Regions from separate parts of the Mus musculus genome. Here regions 1, 2, 3 and 5 are each linked to region 4. Evidence: chromatin contacts called from public Hi-C, HiChIP or PLAC-seq and promoter capture Hi-C data. All regions are on one chromosome and are shown on one strand. The core of a region is the stretch at or near the end of the contact, and the rest is flanking DNA. Distances in the headings are between cores, read along the strand shown. Region 1 holds the start of Tesc (tescalcin). Region 2 overlaps Rnft2 (ring finger protein, transmembrane 2). Region 3 holds the start of Fbxw8 (F-box and WD-40 domain protein 8). Region 4 holds the start of Lhx5 (LIM homeobox protein 5). Region 5 holds the start of Rnft2 (ring finger protein, transmembrane 2).

What was found. Promoter capture Hi-C pulls out the DNA fragments that hold promoters and counts their contacts. A called contact is a pair of places that touch in the nucleus more often than the background predicts. HiChIP or PLAC-seq counts read pairs in DNA pulled down with a chosen protein or histone mark.
Region 1: a Hi-C map of embryonic stem cells shows a contact between it and region 4, with 10 times the contacts expected there. The contact joins the promoter of Tesc here to the promoter of Lhx5 in region 4. A contact is called at or near these places in 2 of 39 promoter capture datasets (both in embryonic stem cells), 8 of 484 Hi-C or Micro-C datasets (embryonic stem cells and stem cell-derived epiblast-like cells) and 3 of 115 datasets of contacts at active chromatin or transcription factors (all in embryonic stem cells).
Region 2: a contact with region 4 is called in an H3K4me3 HiChIP or PLAC-seq map of embryonic forebrain, with 4 times the contacts expected there. The contact joins the enhancer-like site here to the promoter of Lhx5 in region 4. A contact is called at or near these places in 5 of 39 promoter capture datasets (cranial neural crest, hippocampal neurons, liver and 2 more) and 1 of 115 datasets of contacts at active chromatin or transcription factors (embryonic forebrain).
Region 3: a contact with region 4 is called in a promoter capture Hi-C map of embryonic stem cells, with 3 times the contacts expected there. The contact joins the promoter of Fbxw8 here to the promoter of Lhx5 in region 4. A contact is called at or near these places in 4 of 39 promoter capture datasets (embryonic stem cells, liver and maxillary cranial neural crest), 6 of 484 Hi-C or Micro-C datasets (all in embryonic stem cells) and 2 of 9 other capture datasets (embryonic stem cells and liver).
Region 5: a contact with region 4 is called in a promoter capture Hi-C map of embryonic stem cells, with 2.7 times the contacts expected there. The contact joins the promoter of Rnft2 here to the promoter of Lhx5 in region 4. A contact is called at or near these places in 3 of 39 promoter capture datasets (embryonic stem cells, hippocampal neurons and liver) and 1 of 115 datasets of contacts at active chromatin or transcription factors (embryonic stem cells).

Annotation. Positions count from the first base shown.
Region 1 is chr5:118,026,421-118,029,120 of GRCm38.p6, reverse strand. It overlaps Tesc (tescalcin), which reads right to left and starts at 1,378. Exons shown (of 8, transcript NM_021344.4): 1 at 1,134-1,378. The coding sequence starts at 1,191.
Region 2 is chr5:118,212,949-118,215,648 of GRCm38.p6, reverse strand. The region is part of intron 7 of Rnft2 (ring finger protein, transmembrane 2); the gene reads left to right. Among named protein-coding and RNA genes, the nearest start is that of Rnft2, 31 kb to the left of the region's middle. Within about 2 kb of position 1,383, at least 159 of the 459 cell types and tissues checked have an H3K27ac peak or open chromatin away from gene starts, as enhancers often do. A contact at or near this core is called in embryonic forebrain and hippocampal neurons, where this site is marked.
Region 3 is chr5:118,154,182-118,156,881 of GRCm38.p6, reverse strand. It overlaps Fbxw8 (F-box and WD-40 domain protein 8), which reads left to right and starts at 1,424. Exons shown (of 11, transcript NM_172721.2): 1 at 1,424-1,818. The coding sequence starts at 1,501.
Region 4 is chr5:120,430,613-120,433,312 of GRCm38.p6, reverse strand. It overlaps Lhx5 (LIM homeobox protein 5), which reads right to left and starts at 1,427. Exons shown (of 5, transcript NM_008499.5): 1 at 860-1,427. The coding sequence starts at 1,032. It overlaps Gm27199 (predicted gene 27199), which reads left to right and starts at 1,546. Exons shown (of 2, transcript NR_166585.1): 1 at 1,546-1,626. Gm31976 (a long non-coding RNA gene) reads left to right here and starts at 1,633. Exons shown (of 2, transcript XR_878743.1): 1 at 1,633-2,233.
Region 5 is chr5:118,243,625-118,246,324 of GRCm38.p6, reverse strand. Rnft2 (ring finger protein, transmembrane 2) reads left to right here and starts at 1,300. Exons shown (of 11, transcript NM_001109902.1): 1 at 1,300-1,353. Spring1 (SREBF pathway regulator in golgi 1) reads right to left here and starts at 1,098. Exons shown (of 5, transcript NM_001081236.1): 1 at 867-1,098. The coding sequence starts at 977.

The DNA of each region.
Region 1 (2,700 bases), core at 129-2,628, 2.4 Mb after region 4:
TCTCACACACAGTGTGCATACACTCTCGACTTTCACACAGTGCGTGCACACACTCCCGGTTTGCACACAGTGCGCCCACACTCCCGCTCGCACGCGGTTCCCCTTGCACGCCGTGCGCACACTCCAGGCAGCGCACTCACAGTCGACCCTCACCGGGACTGGCTCGATGGCGCGCGCCCTTAGTGGGTCGTGTAAACGACTCTCGCGGATCCGCTGCACACTTCGCATACTGTGTGCGCGGTGTAGACGCTCAGCAGCTGGGGACTTTCTATGACTTCACCGGGCTCTGGGGAGGCGAGTGCCAGCCCAGTCCCCCTCTGGGGGGGTGAGGGGGGCTGACTGGGTGCTCTCAACTCAGCCGCAACCTCCTGCCGCAGGAACCCTGGGGGTGCGCCAGTCTCCCATTCCTCAGAGGAGGCAAACTGAGACGGGAACTGACTGGTCCAAGGTCACACAGTCCTGGCAGAACTCACAACCCGCTCTGTCCCACCACCGAAACAGGTTGAGTCCACGCGCCTGCCCACCCTCGTGCAAGTCCGGGTCCCCTGGTCGCTTCTGAGCCCAGGGTCAAGCGCGGGGCGGACGGGCGCTTCCCCCAGGCGCGCCCCGCCCGGCCTCTGCGGTCCCGGGAGTGCGGGCCAGCCTGGAGGACGCTGGGCTCGGTGCCCGAGCCTGCAGCCGGGGGGTGGGGACGCACGGGGAGGCGGCAGGGTGACCCCCGCCTAAGGTCACCGCGGACCGCGCGGCTCCTCCCGGTCCCGCCACTTCCAAACTTTCCTCCCCGCTCCCCAGCCGCAGACTTGCAGGTGCAGCGCGCGCTCGGCGCTCTCCCGAGCTGCCGGGGCGCCGGCCCTCAAAGCCACGGCTACCTGCCGGGCTCCGCCCTGGTCGGGTGAGGCTTGGGTCAAGTCGCCTCTCGGGCCACCCTTACCCCAGGCCCGAGTCGCTGCCAACCCCTCCCAGCGGCGTCGCCCGCACGGCGGCTGGCGGGAACCCATCAGAAGCAGCCCGAGAACGGGGCACAGAGAGGGCAAGCCACTAGCCCAAGGTCACACAGCACGGTGGCGCGAAGCGGGGGCATGCAGGCGATGGTCCCCGCCAACGAGGGTTCCCGGCCACGGTGTGGTACTCACAGCCGGTCTTGCCCTCGAGCTCCCGCACCTCCTCGGACGCCGAGTGGGCAGCGCCCATGGTGCGCCGCGGGGCCCCGGGCGCCCCACGCAGGCCGGGGACTGCCTGGGCTGCGCTGCGTTGGAGCCGGGTGGGGACGCGGGGACAGCGGCGCGGAGCCGGTTCCGCGTGGGGCTCGAGCGGCCTCTTATAGCGGCGGGAGGCGGAGCGGCGCGGTCCTAGCGCTCGCCCGCTTCCCTCGCGGCCGCGGGGGCGGGAATGGGGGTGGGGGGAGGACACGACGTGGTTCTGCCCCTGCCGCAGCCCCGCGGGATGAGCTTGCGGGCAGCGCGACCCGCATCCCTCCGCCCACTCTGCGGGGTCCAGCGGCGGAGCCTCGGCGCTGGGACAGAGGAGGGCACGCGAGTGTGCCCAGTGTGAAAGATCCCCTCCCCCGCGCCCTGCACCTAGGTGGGCGCCCAGAGGAGCGCGCATCGCAGGTGACAGGCGTGGACTGAGTAGAGAAGGTGAGACCGATGAGTCCCGGGGATCCTGATGAGATAGGAGGTCCTGACTGGCCAGTCCTGCTGCTGGTCTAACCACCATCTCTCCATCTCCAAATAGGGTTGCGGTGAGATGCTCACCGTAGGGCGCAGAGGGAGAAAGGCGCCGGGTTACCATGGAATCCTGTTCAATTGATGAGGAAGGGGCTGGTGCTCCGGGAGGGAAACATTCAACCTCAAGGCTGCCCTGGGAGCCCGCCATGCCCTGCTCTGCTTAGTGACGTCCGGTTTAGCTGCCAAGAGTCTGTTCTGGCTGGAAGTGCTGGGATCCCCACGATCTTTCACCTCGCCAGTCACGGCCGTGGGTGCGCATCCTTGGAACTGGCGTTCTCAGGAGCCCACTCTAGCCAACCCAGGGGTCTCGGCAGAGCCAGAAGAACCGGCCCCACCACTGAAACCCCGATTATCACCCACTCTGAGCCTCCGGGGAGCTGAGTCTGCCCCTGGAGATCCTCCCTGAAGATCCCCCGTCCTCCCTGCAGCTGCCCAGAGTTCACGGAAACTGCTCCCACCCGAGAAGCAAGGGAAGCTTAGCTGTGGGGCATCGCTGCTGAGTAGGCTGGACCGCCTCAGGTCTCCAAGAATTCTAAAAACCCAGACAGATCTCTGTGGGGTGGAGGGCAGGAAAGGGCTCCCCAGGTCCCGGGATGTTGGGGTTTCTAAAATATGCCATGATCTATGTCTTCCTGCAACTAAGTTTTCTGTCTACAGAGGATCTGCATTCTCCAGGCCGGGGAAGACCCCCTCCCCCATCGCCAGCAACCCCAGACACACCCGCACTCCAAGCTGACAGTGCCTTCCCTTGGTGCTCGATCCTTCTACCGAGCCCCCCTCTTCCTCTGGGATCTCTGTGTAGGCCTCCTCGGAGAGGCCTTATCAAGTGTCTATTTTCACCAGGCTGGGGTGTGGTTGCCAAGGAGAGCCCGCCCCTCCCCCCGGGGGGCTGCGAGGAGTCCTCAGGAAAGGGGGCGACAATTTGACTTGTGTATTTGTTCACTCATTTAATGCGTGTTTCTTAATGGTCTAC
Region 2 (2,700 bases), core at 134-2,633, 2.2 Mb after region 4:
CCAGCACTTGGGAGGCCAAAGCAGATGGATTTCTTAGTTTGAGGCCAGCCTGATCTACAAAGTGAGTTCCAGGACAGCCAGGGCTATACAGAGAAACCCTGTCTCGAAAAACAAAAGAAAAAATTTAGAAATATGTGCAGATTTTAAAGGAAAGACATAATGGAACTCCCATGACACTTTCTGTGGCCATCTATCTCCTTTTCCGTTGTCCACATGTCTGCCTTTTGTACATTTGTCTGTCTCCATTCTCAACAAAGCTATTGATCATGCACGGAGCAAACATGGAATATACCCAGTTTTACTTCCAAGTCAGACTGGAGTTTGACTGTCAACACTACCCAAGCCCATAATTTTTTGCCTTCACCTCTAAAATATTTATCATGCACAGTCTGACAAACACTGGTGTGGTGTAGGGATTGAATAAAAGTTCCAGGTGAGGAGGCAGGGCCCACCCCCTTTGGTGGTGATCATCAACCATAAGCCATCAGATCACAGTCTGTACTACTCAAGAGTGAAAGTAAATCTTGGGCACTGGAAAGATGGCACAGCAGTTAAAAGCCCAGGCTGCTCTTGCAGAGGACCTGGATTTGACTCCCAGCACCCACAAGGCTGTTTACAGCCATCTGTAACTCCAATTCCAGGGCACCCAATACTGTCTTCTGACCTCCGTGGGTACCAAGCACACATATGGTGTGCATACCTAATGCAGACAGAGACACACATGCATACATTCATACACATAAAACCGCATCCTGGAGACTTGGGTCAATGGGAAGGGCTCTCAGTGGTGACTACAATGGTCAGGTTTCTCTGCAGTGGGCTTGGCCCCGTCCTGGAGCTGGGACACCCGGCTGCCTTAAATGCGAAGCCTGCTAAGGACACAGTACAGCCGCAAGTCTGAAACATCGCCTAGACTGTCAGTCACCCAAAGAGCTCCGCACTCCTTGGGCTCCGAGGTCTCTTGGTGCGTGAGTGATGTCATCGTCCTGCGCCGTCCCGCGGGCCAGGGGCACTCCAGATTGCTGGCAAGGAGCCTGTTGTGGGGAGCTGGGGAGGCCACGATGATCTCATCCACCTGGGAGAGGCTGGCAGGCCGCTGACGGCATCGCAGCGCCTGTTGCCAAGCAACGCAGAGCCGGTGGCCCCACCCCAGCTTCCTAGATTCTGGGTTGCTCTCCCCTTCTTTCTCCTGCCAGCGTTCGCTTCTTCTTGCTCCTTCCTCCTCCTCTCTCCTTCTTCCCTCATCTTCCCCTCTTCTCACATCTCACTATATTTCTTAGGCTCTTGTTTTCTAACTAACTCACGGATGTCTTGAAGCACCCCACAGAATTAAGCCCTTGCTTCTCTGCCTCTGATCAGCTGTGGGGACAGCGTGAGAGCACTAAGTTTTCCATGCACAGCCTCTCCTCACCCACCAGGCAGCCCGTCTCCTTTACTGTCCCTTCGCTCTCTGCTCAGATAGTCCTCTAAATGGCTTAGTGTTTGAGTTGTCTAATCTCGTGCATGGATTTGGTCATAACCACCTCCCTCTCAGAGGGGCTCTGGCTGTGCAGTTAGTTCCTGCTTGACATGTGCTAAAGAAGGAGATTATAAAACAGGCCTGGTGTGGTACCTGTAATCCCAGCCCTTGGGAGTCTGCAGCAGGAGGATTATAAACTCCTGGCCAACCTGTTCAGTAGCCTTTTCTATCAGGCCACTGACTAGCTCATTTCTCTCCTGTCTTTGGCCCAGTCTTTTTCCCCATTGTCCTCTCTGCCTCTTTTTTTTTTTTCCTGTGTTCCTCTCAGCAGTCTTTCCAGCTTCTTCTCCCAGAGCTCAGAGGTCAGGTAGGAGCCTCCTCTCTTGGAGGAGTCCCGATGCGCCCCTCCGTCCCTGGCTTTGCCCTTCAGATGGTCGCTGGCGCTGTTTTGTCCTGAGGGTGCTGGCAGCTGAGGCCCCAACATCCCAGCAGCCTGGGAAGTCATTTTCCTAGAAAAACAAGCCTTTATTTTCAGCCCTCTTTGTCAGCTTGAAAAAAAAAAAATGCAAACAGGAAATGGGGCTGAGGAGCCCCTCTGCCCTCAAGACTACAGTATTTTTCATTTATCCCCCCCCCATTAGAGGAGGCTTTGGGGTACATCCAGGCTGTAGATGCAGACAGTGAAGCTATCTACCTGCCTTTGCTGGACCCTTAACTTCCCAGGGGGAACCCCTGGCTCTCTGTACAGTTTTGAAAGAACTGTCATGGGGCCTTCCCCACCATGGCCATTCAGAGAATCAGGTGACCAGAAGGAGGCTTAACTGCAACTGGACCCTTCCAACATTTGCTATGTACTTTGGTGCCCAGGCTCAGGAGGAAACACAAAACCAGCCTTTTCTGTGGGAATTCAAGCTATTAAAAGTATTGCTAGCCGGGCGTGGTGGCGCATGCCTTTAATCCCAGCACTGGGGAGGCAGAGGCAGGTGGATTTCTGAGTTCGAAGCCAGCCTGGTCTACAGAGTGAGTTCTAGACAGCCAGGGCTACACAGAGAAACCCTGTCTCAAAGAGCAAACAAAACAAAACAAAAAGTATTGCTACTGGCTTCCATCGTCTTAACATACCTGCTAAGTCCAGCAATTTTTTTTTCAAGCTGAGAGACTTGGAGCAGGTTCCCTTACCACTCTATGCCTCTGGCACTGACTCTGTATGAGAGTGTCAGCTGTAGTTGGACTTTGGACTT
Region 3 (2,700 bases), core at 175-2,674, 2.3 Mb after region 4:
AATCAAGAGCAGTTTAAAATACATCGGTGGAAATATCAAGTAGGGGTGGGGACTCGCTGTTGTAGGTACTACCTGGTGACATTCTGAAGTTTTGGGTTGGTGGAAGATAGGAGTCGATGAGGCTAATATAGCAAACGGTTTCTCCTGACAGTCACAAGGGGGCTAGGTTTGACAGTCACAGGGGGGCTAGGTTTGACTGACAGTCACAGGGGAGCTAGGTTTGACACAGAGGCAGGAACAGAATGATTAATAGGGGGCGCTAATGATAGCCCAAGACAAACCATTATTACACTCTAGACTTGCAACATTCCAACCTTCCCACAGTGGCTGCAGTTCTGATGAGCTAAGCAGCCTTGTGGAAGACTCAACGGGAGGTGGGGGTTCCTTCCAGAACATTCCTTCACAGATCCTTTCCTACGGTACCGACTTTGGACCTGTAGTCCTGGAAATCTCTGCTGATTTTCCATAGCTGTTTCCCCGCCCCCCTCCCCACCCCCTGTTTATCAGCTAGTAGCTTAAATGGCATTTCCTCAGAGAGGTCTTCATGACAGCTCTTTTTTTGTTTTTGTTTTTGTTTTTGTTTTTGTTTTGTTTTGTTTTGTTTTTGTTTTTCGAGACAGCGTTTCTCTGTGTAGCCCTGGCTGTCCTGGAACTCACTCCATAGACCAGGCTGGCCTCGAACTCAGAAATCCACCTGCCTCTGCCTCCCGAGTGCTGGGATTAAAGGCGTGCGCCACCACGCCTGGCTTCATGGTGGCCACTAATTGGCTCCTCCCTCTGTCCATCACTTTGTTATCTGACCCGATTTCTTATTTTTCTATATAACCTTTCCTGCGGATTCAGACATTCACATTAAAAAGATCTTTACTGGGAGGCAGAGGTGGGCGGATTTCTGAGTTCGAGGCCAGCCTGGTCTACAGAGTGAGTTCCAGGACAGCCAGGGCTACACAGAGAAACCCTGTCTCGAACCCCCCCCCCCCCCAAAAAAATCTTTACCTCTGTTTTATTGGAATGTTAGTTTTAAGAAGGCAGAGATGGTTAATTGGGTGTGGTGTGTGTAGATCTGAAGGGTAACATCAGGTTGGGCTGGCTCCGCAGAAAAGAATGCTTGCTGCGAAGCCTGGTGACTTGAGAGTTCGATCCCTGAGACCCACTTGGTGGAAGGCAAGAACTGAATCCTCCAATTTGTTCTGTGACCTACACACACACACACACACACACACACGCACGCACTAAATAAATAAATAAATGCAATAAAAACCGCTACATTAAAAAACGCGACCTTTTGCAATATGTATATAGCAGCCATTTAAAGCATGGCTTGCTTGGTACAAAGGTGCCAAAAACAAGGGATGTCGAAGCAGAGGGGCGTGGCTGCCCGGAACCTACAAGACGCGCTCCCGGAAGTCTCCAGGCCGACTACGGACACTTCCGGCGGATGGACAGTCCGTCCCCATTCTGGCAGCCCCTGGGTGCCGCGTCGGCCTGGGCGCGTCAAGCATGGACGACCACAACCTGGAGGAGTTCCGCCGGCACTGGCAGGAGGAGTTGGCGCAGTCACAGGCGCTGAGGCGACGGCGGCGGCTCGAGGCTGGGGAGCGGCGGTCGCCGCGAAGGCCCGAGGCGGGAGCGCGAGGCGAGCCGGCCTCGGGCTACCTGGGGCTGGCGCAGGGGCTGCTGGAGGGCGCGGGCCGACCCCCGGCGCCCAGGCCTGGCCGGGGAGGCGACAGGAAGGATACGTCCAGCCGATCGCGCTCACCCCCAGACCGCGACGCCACGGAGCCCGAGCCGCTGGTGGATCAGCTCATCCGCGACTTGGTGAGTGGCCGGGGACAAGATGTCTCTCCCTGTGGGCCCACCATCTATGGTGGGGAAAGTCGCGGACGCGGGCACAGCGGGAACCCTGAACACCCAGATGTCCCTGGAACGAGTGGTTCTCCTTCAGCAGCTTTGCCTGTAAACATCTTGAGGTGTTGACAGTAGGTGTGTGCGCATTCTTGGGTTTGTAAGAAGGTTGAGGAATGTTCGCAAACATCCAGGACACCCTTCCCCCCCCCCCCCCCCCGGCTAAAAAGAATCCGCCCATAAAGGACTACGTGTGAGTTGGAGAAATACTATTCTAGAAACGTCCCAAACCATGGAAGAAAGGTTGACTTCGGAGAGGAAGGTCAAGAAAAAGCAGAGGACGGAATTAATGTTCTTTTTTTTTTCTCTGTATTTTTTTATTTTCCTAACGTAACGTGTTATCTAAATTAAAAAAATAAACCATAAATCAGAAGAAACGAAAGGACTACGGCGAAGAAGAAACCTTTGGTCAGTATTTTTAGGAGGCTCTTAGCCTTTGGAGGGCATGTGTCCCTCGGAGAATCAGGAACCTCTTTCTCCGGCCTCATTGACCAAGTCGGGAGAATCAAATCAAGACCCCTCCTGACAAGATCCATGGCTCCCAGGTTAAGAGTTAGGTCAGAAGAGAAGGCTTTAATGGTTTCACTCAAACCAGGTTCAAAGAAAATTTCTACAGCCCAGTGGGGGGGATACTTGTCTGTAAGTGAAAGTTGTTTAGAGAAATGATGGGAAAGGGCTGGAGAGATGGCTCAGTAGCTAAGAGCGCAACAGGCTTTTCAGGAGTTGGGTTTCTAGTACCCGTGCCAGGTGGCTTACGACCTCTTGTAACTGTAGTTTAGGATATTTAATGGGTCT
Region 4 (2,700 bases), core at 178-2,677:
TTTCTCCTTTGCCGAGCTAATCACGCCCCCTCAGTGCCTGGAATTCAGACTCACAAAGCCAGTCTGGGTGCCGGGTGGAAACGGGCAGAAAGCGCAGCTACCAAAAAAAAAAAAAAAAAAAAAAAAAAAAAAAAAAAAAAAAAAAAAAAAAAACCCACGCGTTTCTAGGCTGCCCCATAGCATTTCTCATTTTGGGAAACTGAGGCCCACAGAGACACTGGGTCCTGGCCTGCCTTGAGGGGCTGTATGGACTTGGGAAGGGAGATCTCAGAACAGATCGGCTGATTTTCACCTTCTACTTCTTCAGTGCCTCTCCAACTAGGAAGAAAATTAATCGGGTGAGGGTGGTGGGGGGCCAGGGGAAGGTTCTCATCGCCCATCTCCAGGAGATCCCTTCTTAGCTAGGGTCCTTTGGAAGTGAGAAGTTCCTGTTTGTCCTCAGATTACCCTCTGGGTTTAGGATTTACTGTGTGGAACAAGAAGCTCCTAGCTGCTCTGAACTCCCGACACATCTTTGGGATCTGGACAGGGGAGTCTTGAGGCTTCTGTCCTGGGGACTCAGGTGTCGGGGGAAGGGGCCCAGAGCAAGTTGCCGAGCTTCCGGGCCTCTGCCATCTGACCGATCTCTGCTGCTGCCTGGCAGACCCAAGGTGAAGCAGCCAAACAGCCTCCTCCTTTCCCTCGACTCAACCTCAGCATCCCACAAGCAGAGGACAGGGCTTGAGGAGGGCAGACTGCCTATCTGCCCACCCCCACCTCCCAAGCTGGGGTGGGTCTCTTGGTCCCTTAATTCCCAAGGAGCCAGAGTAGAGCTCGGGCCAGCCAGTGGTAGGCAGCAGGGCGCGGCGGGGCCTCTTACCTGAAAAAGTCGTTTTTACAGTATAGCTTGCCTTCCCGTGAGAAGCACTTCTCCGAGAGGTTGGTTTTGCACTCGCAGCATTGAACACATTTGATATGCCACGCGCGGTCTAGTACGTTCAGCAGAAAGCGGTCGAGGATGGGCCGCTCACAGCCAGCACAGTGCACCATCATAGCCGCGCGCCCCGGCGGCTCGGGCCGCCTCGTCCTCCTTGGGGCCCCTGGGCCCTTAGGCCCTCTCGGTCCCCGCTGCTGTGGCTCTCAGCCTTCCTAGTCTGTAGGCGAGTCTGTAGGGGCGAGTCCGTTACGGATCAACCAAGACTTCTCGGGGTCAAGTCCTCCGACGCTCTCCGGCCTGGCGCTGCACTGCCCAGAGTGGCGTGGAGGGCGGCAGCGGTCACAGCCTCATGTCACGGGTCGCGACCGGGCGCTCGCTCCAGCTTCGAGCAGGTGTCCTCGGCGGCTGCTGGCTTCGGCACTGGCGAGCGGCTTTCCCGGTTGGCGGAGGCGCCGGCACTTTCCCCCACTTTCAAGCGGTCCCGATCCTCATCTTTGTCTGGCCGCCGCCTAATTCGCGCATCCTTATTCAGATTTGGTGACGTGGTGCGGCACGTAGGGGGCCGGGCGGCCAATGGGCGCGCCGTGGCCATAGCAACCTCTTAAATTTATAGCATATCTAAATTGGCTACAGCGTTGCGGTCAGGGCAGAGCAAAAAAAACAAGACATCAGTATTGCCGAGTATTTGCTAGTACCTGTTCCCAAGCTAAGTAAGTATTTACCTTCTAGTTTGGGTCTGGAGGGGTGGGGGCGCGATGCGAAAACCAGGGTTCTTTTTCTCTCCCATCACAAATAATTTTGGGGGGCAGGGTTCCAAGGCCTAGCCAGGGAGAAACCTCCCACCAGGTTCGCCACCCTCGCAACCTGTAGAAGTTGCCCAGGCAGGGAGTGCGCTGTGGTCCCCCTGCTTCCGAACCCGCCCAGCTCCCTCTTGCTTTAGACTGCGGCTCGCTCGGGCTCTGAGCGTAGGAGCTGGGAGACCCGGCACTTCTCCCTACGGTGGCTTCTTTTGTCACTCACGGGGCTAGGGCCCAGCAGGGCTTTTCTCACCAAGAGACTGAGGGCGGGAAGCTTGGGTACTTCTGTGCCTCCCTCCCCCACCCCTATCCAGGTTGACTCAGGGATGTCACCTCGCCTGGTCTTGGGAATCCCGAAGGTCGTTTCTAAGTGCCTAGCTCACTCGGCACTGGGGGAGGTGTGGCGAAAGGGGTGGTCTACCTCGGATGGGTGTTCCGGCAGGTTGAGAGGAGGCTGAAGCTCACTACATCTGTCTTGGCCACATCGTCCATATTCCAGGTCAGGCTGGCGGGAACCGTGGTGAGTGGGTCGCTCGATAGAGCGAGGGAAGCTGGCCACAGCCGGGCGTCATAGGCACTCCCGGGCCCCCCGAGATGCTCTAAGTCTGGCCCTCTCCTAGAGCCAAAGGCAGCTTCGCAGGTGTGTGGGTACCAGCAGGTGTACTCTGAGGAGGGGCGCGTGGGCCTGGAGGGGAGAAAAGGGATCAGGCCTTGTTTCTGCGAGGCCAACCAGGCCACCGCTTGCTTTGGACGAGGTAGGGCTGGGAGAGTGTTTTGGGATATTTCCTTGCTGCTGGGAAGAACGCTGATGGTGCGGGGCTGGGGCCTAAGGGTTGGAGCCATAGAGGAATTGTGCCAAGACTTGGCTGTGGGTGTTTGTTTGGGCGTATTTACTGAGTTTGTTAGCAAATATCCACTGCTTGAAAACTCTCTATTTATAGTGTGTTCGCGATCAAACCCTGGGACGTGGAGGGATTTTTTTTTATT
Region 5 (2,700 bases), core at 51-2,550, 2.2 Mb after region 4:
ACTCTCTACCAGGACAAAAACGGGAAAGGGAGGTTGAGAAATTAAAAATAAAAAAATAAAAAATAAAAATCTACCCAACCAAGTTGTGCCCCAAAAGGGAGCCTGTTGGGTCACCCAGGTGAACAGGCACAGAGAGCCCTTGGCCACTTCCTGGTCTAGCCATCTCTACCTCCTGCCCATCAAGAAGCCTGGGGCTGTGCGGAGCAGGGAACGCGACAGAGGAGGGTGCACAGGTCTGAGGACCCCATTCTGCCTGGCCTACCAGCCAGATCCCGCACGGAAGAGGGGCGGTACAAAGACCTGCAGTGGGACGCCTCCCTTAGCGGCCTTCGATTCACAGGAGGACAGGAGGAGGATCACACAATCGGAGGGAGGAGGACTAGAGGGTTGAGGACTAGAGAGCTGAAGGGAGGACCAATGGATGATCCAGGGACTGAAAGGAAGAGGCTCAGAGGCTCAGAGGGAGGACTGAATGGCTGCATATCAGGAGGACTACAAGGTGGAGGACAGGAGAGAGGAGCATCAGAGGACAGAGGATCAAGGGAGGGAGGAACTGTGAGGATCGAGGAGGAGGGGTTGGAAAAGAACAGAGGGTGAGAGGTAAGAAGTTGGAGGGCAGAGGAGAACAGAGGATGGGGAGGCAGAGAATTCGAGGGAGGAGGAGGAGTGGAGGACGGAGGGAGCTAGGGAGGGGAAAGGAGAAGGGCAGAGGACAACGCAACGGAGGGAGAAGGGCTGAAGGAGGATTTTAGATCAGAGGGAGGAGTGCTCAGGAGGAGGATTAGAAGAACGATGGGGAGAAGGACATAGTATTTGAGGGAGGAAGCAGGATCGGAAGGACGGAGGTCCTGAGAGAAGTCGCTTACCTGCTTGAAGGTGCTGCTGAGGAAGTAAACTAGCGAGAGGCCGAAAACCAGGGCGAGCACCCAGCGCTTGCGCAGGAGCCGGCGCCACAGCAGCGCCGCCAGGTTCAGCATCCCGGTAGGGCGCAGGCGCAGAGACGACCCCACGGCATGACCCCTGCAATCCGCTTCCAGCACTGCTTTACCTTCCCGCAGCCAACGCGCCGGCCACGTGATCCGCCGCACGCCCCGCCCCACCTAGTGACGCCAACGCCAGGCCCCTCCATGCCTCCTCGCCATTGGTTCTGCCGGAGCCTCGGCTCTCCATTGGCTGAATGTGACGGCAGGGGCGGACCTTCTCGGACTAGAGGCAGGCCTCCCTGTGCGAGGGTCCTAGCGCCGATCGCGTTCTCGGTGGCACTGCCGGCCGGAAGTCACGTGGCGCCCTGGCCACGCCAGGGATTGGCTAGGCTGGATTAGCAGAGGCCGTGATTGCTGCAGTGTCTGGCAGGTAAATGAAGGCTATGCTCGGCCGCTGCTACCCTGTGACCCCGCGAGCCTGGCGGCAAAGGCGCTTCGCCGTCCGGTCTGGGGACGCCGCTCGCGCCCAAGCGTCCTGTAGGGGACCGTGCAGCCTCCTAGGGAGGACCAGGGTGTGTGGGACGGAGATGGTCCATTCATTCATTCTGTAGCATCCTGTGGGCTCCAGGAGTCAATACGAGCCTACTTGTACCGCCCGTTTGCCACAGAATCGTGGGCATTTAATTTATGACGTTTTCTCAAAGCTTGTAGGTGGAAACTTGGGGATACCGTGTTTTAGTTTCCCCGAGGATAAGGAGTAGTGGGGCCACCCGGAGTATCAAGCCAGATTGCAAATTCTTGAGACATGTTACCTGATGGATGACAGTTTCTTTCTTTATAAAACGGCCTGGTTGAGAGTGTAGCTAGGTGATAGAGGGCTTGCCTGAATATGACGATGATACCAAGGAGTCTTTTCCTAGCTAATTTAATCTTGCAGAAAAGGCAGGCACCTTAGCCTGTGGCTTCCTAGCTAGCTGCAGCCGAGAAGGCTGTGCAGAATTAATTAATTCCGCACCCATTTGTGTTGGCCTGGGCTAAGAGATGGATCTTTCTCTGTAGGGAAAATATGCCGGGAAACTGAGCCTGTTCATGGAAGCATATTCTTTATTTCTTTAAAGATTTTATTTATGTATGTATTTATTTTTTAATTATATGTTAGAGTGGGTTTGCCCATGGGAGTGCAGGTGCCCTCCGAGGTCAGTAGAGGGAGTCAGATCACTTACAGCTGGAGGTACAGGTAGTTGTGAGCCACCCTTGTGGGTGCTGGGAACTGGACTTAGATCTTCTGCAGGAGCAGTAGCCATATGGAGTCTCTCTCCAAGCCTTGCCCTTCTTTCTTGGCTTTCTATTGGTGCGGGAGGTAGGACGAGGTGTGTGCGGATCTGTCGCTGGGGAAAATCAAGGTGATCTAATCTCTACAGAGACGTTGGCCTTCCATCTCTGCAACTCCAAGGTGGACGGGCAGCCCAGACACAGGACCTCTCAAGGGTCATAGTAAACAAACCCACATGTCAATGACTGGTAAGTGCTGTGGGGAGGTAGCCTGTAACCCTCAGCTGGAAAACCATGCCAGGGAAGGAACAGCAGGTACAAAGGCCCGGAGGCAGGAACTCTTAACTTTAAAGTGTCCAGAGGTACCTGGAGTTCTTATGGCCAGAGATAAGTCACAGAATCAAGGTTGTAAACGGGTAATGATAACGTCCAGCACAGCCTGGAGGCCTCCAACGACTCTGATTTTTATTCTGGTTTCACTTAGAAGCCAGTAGAAATTCTAAAA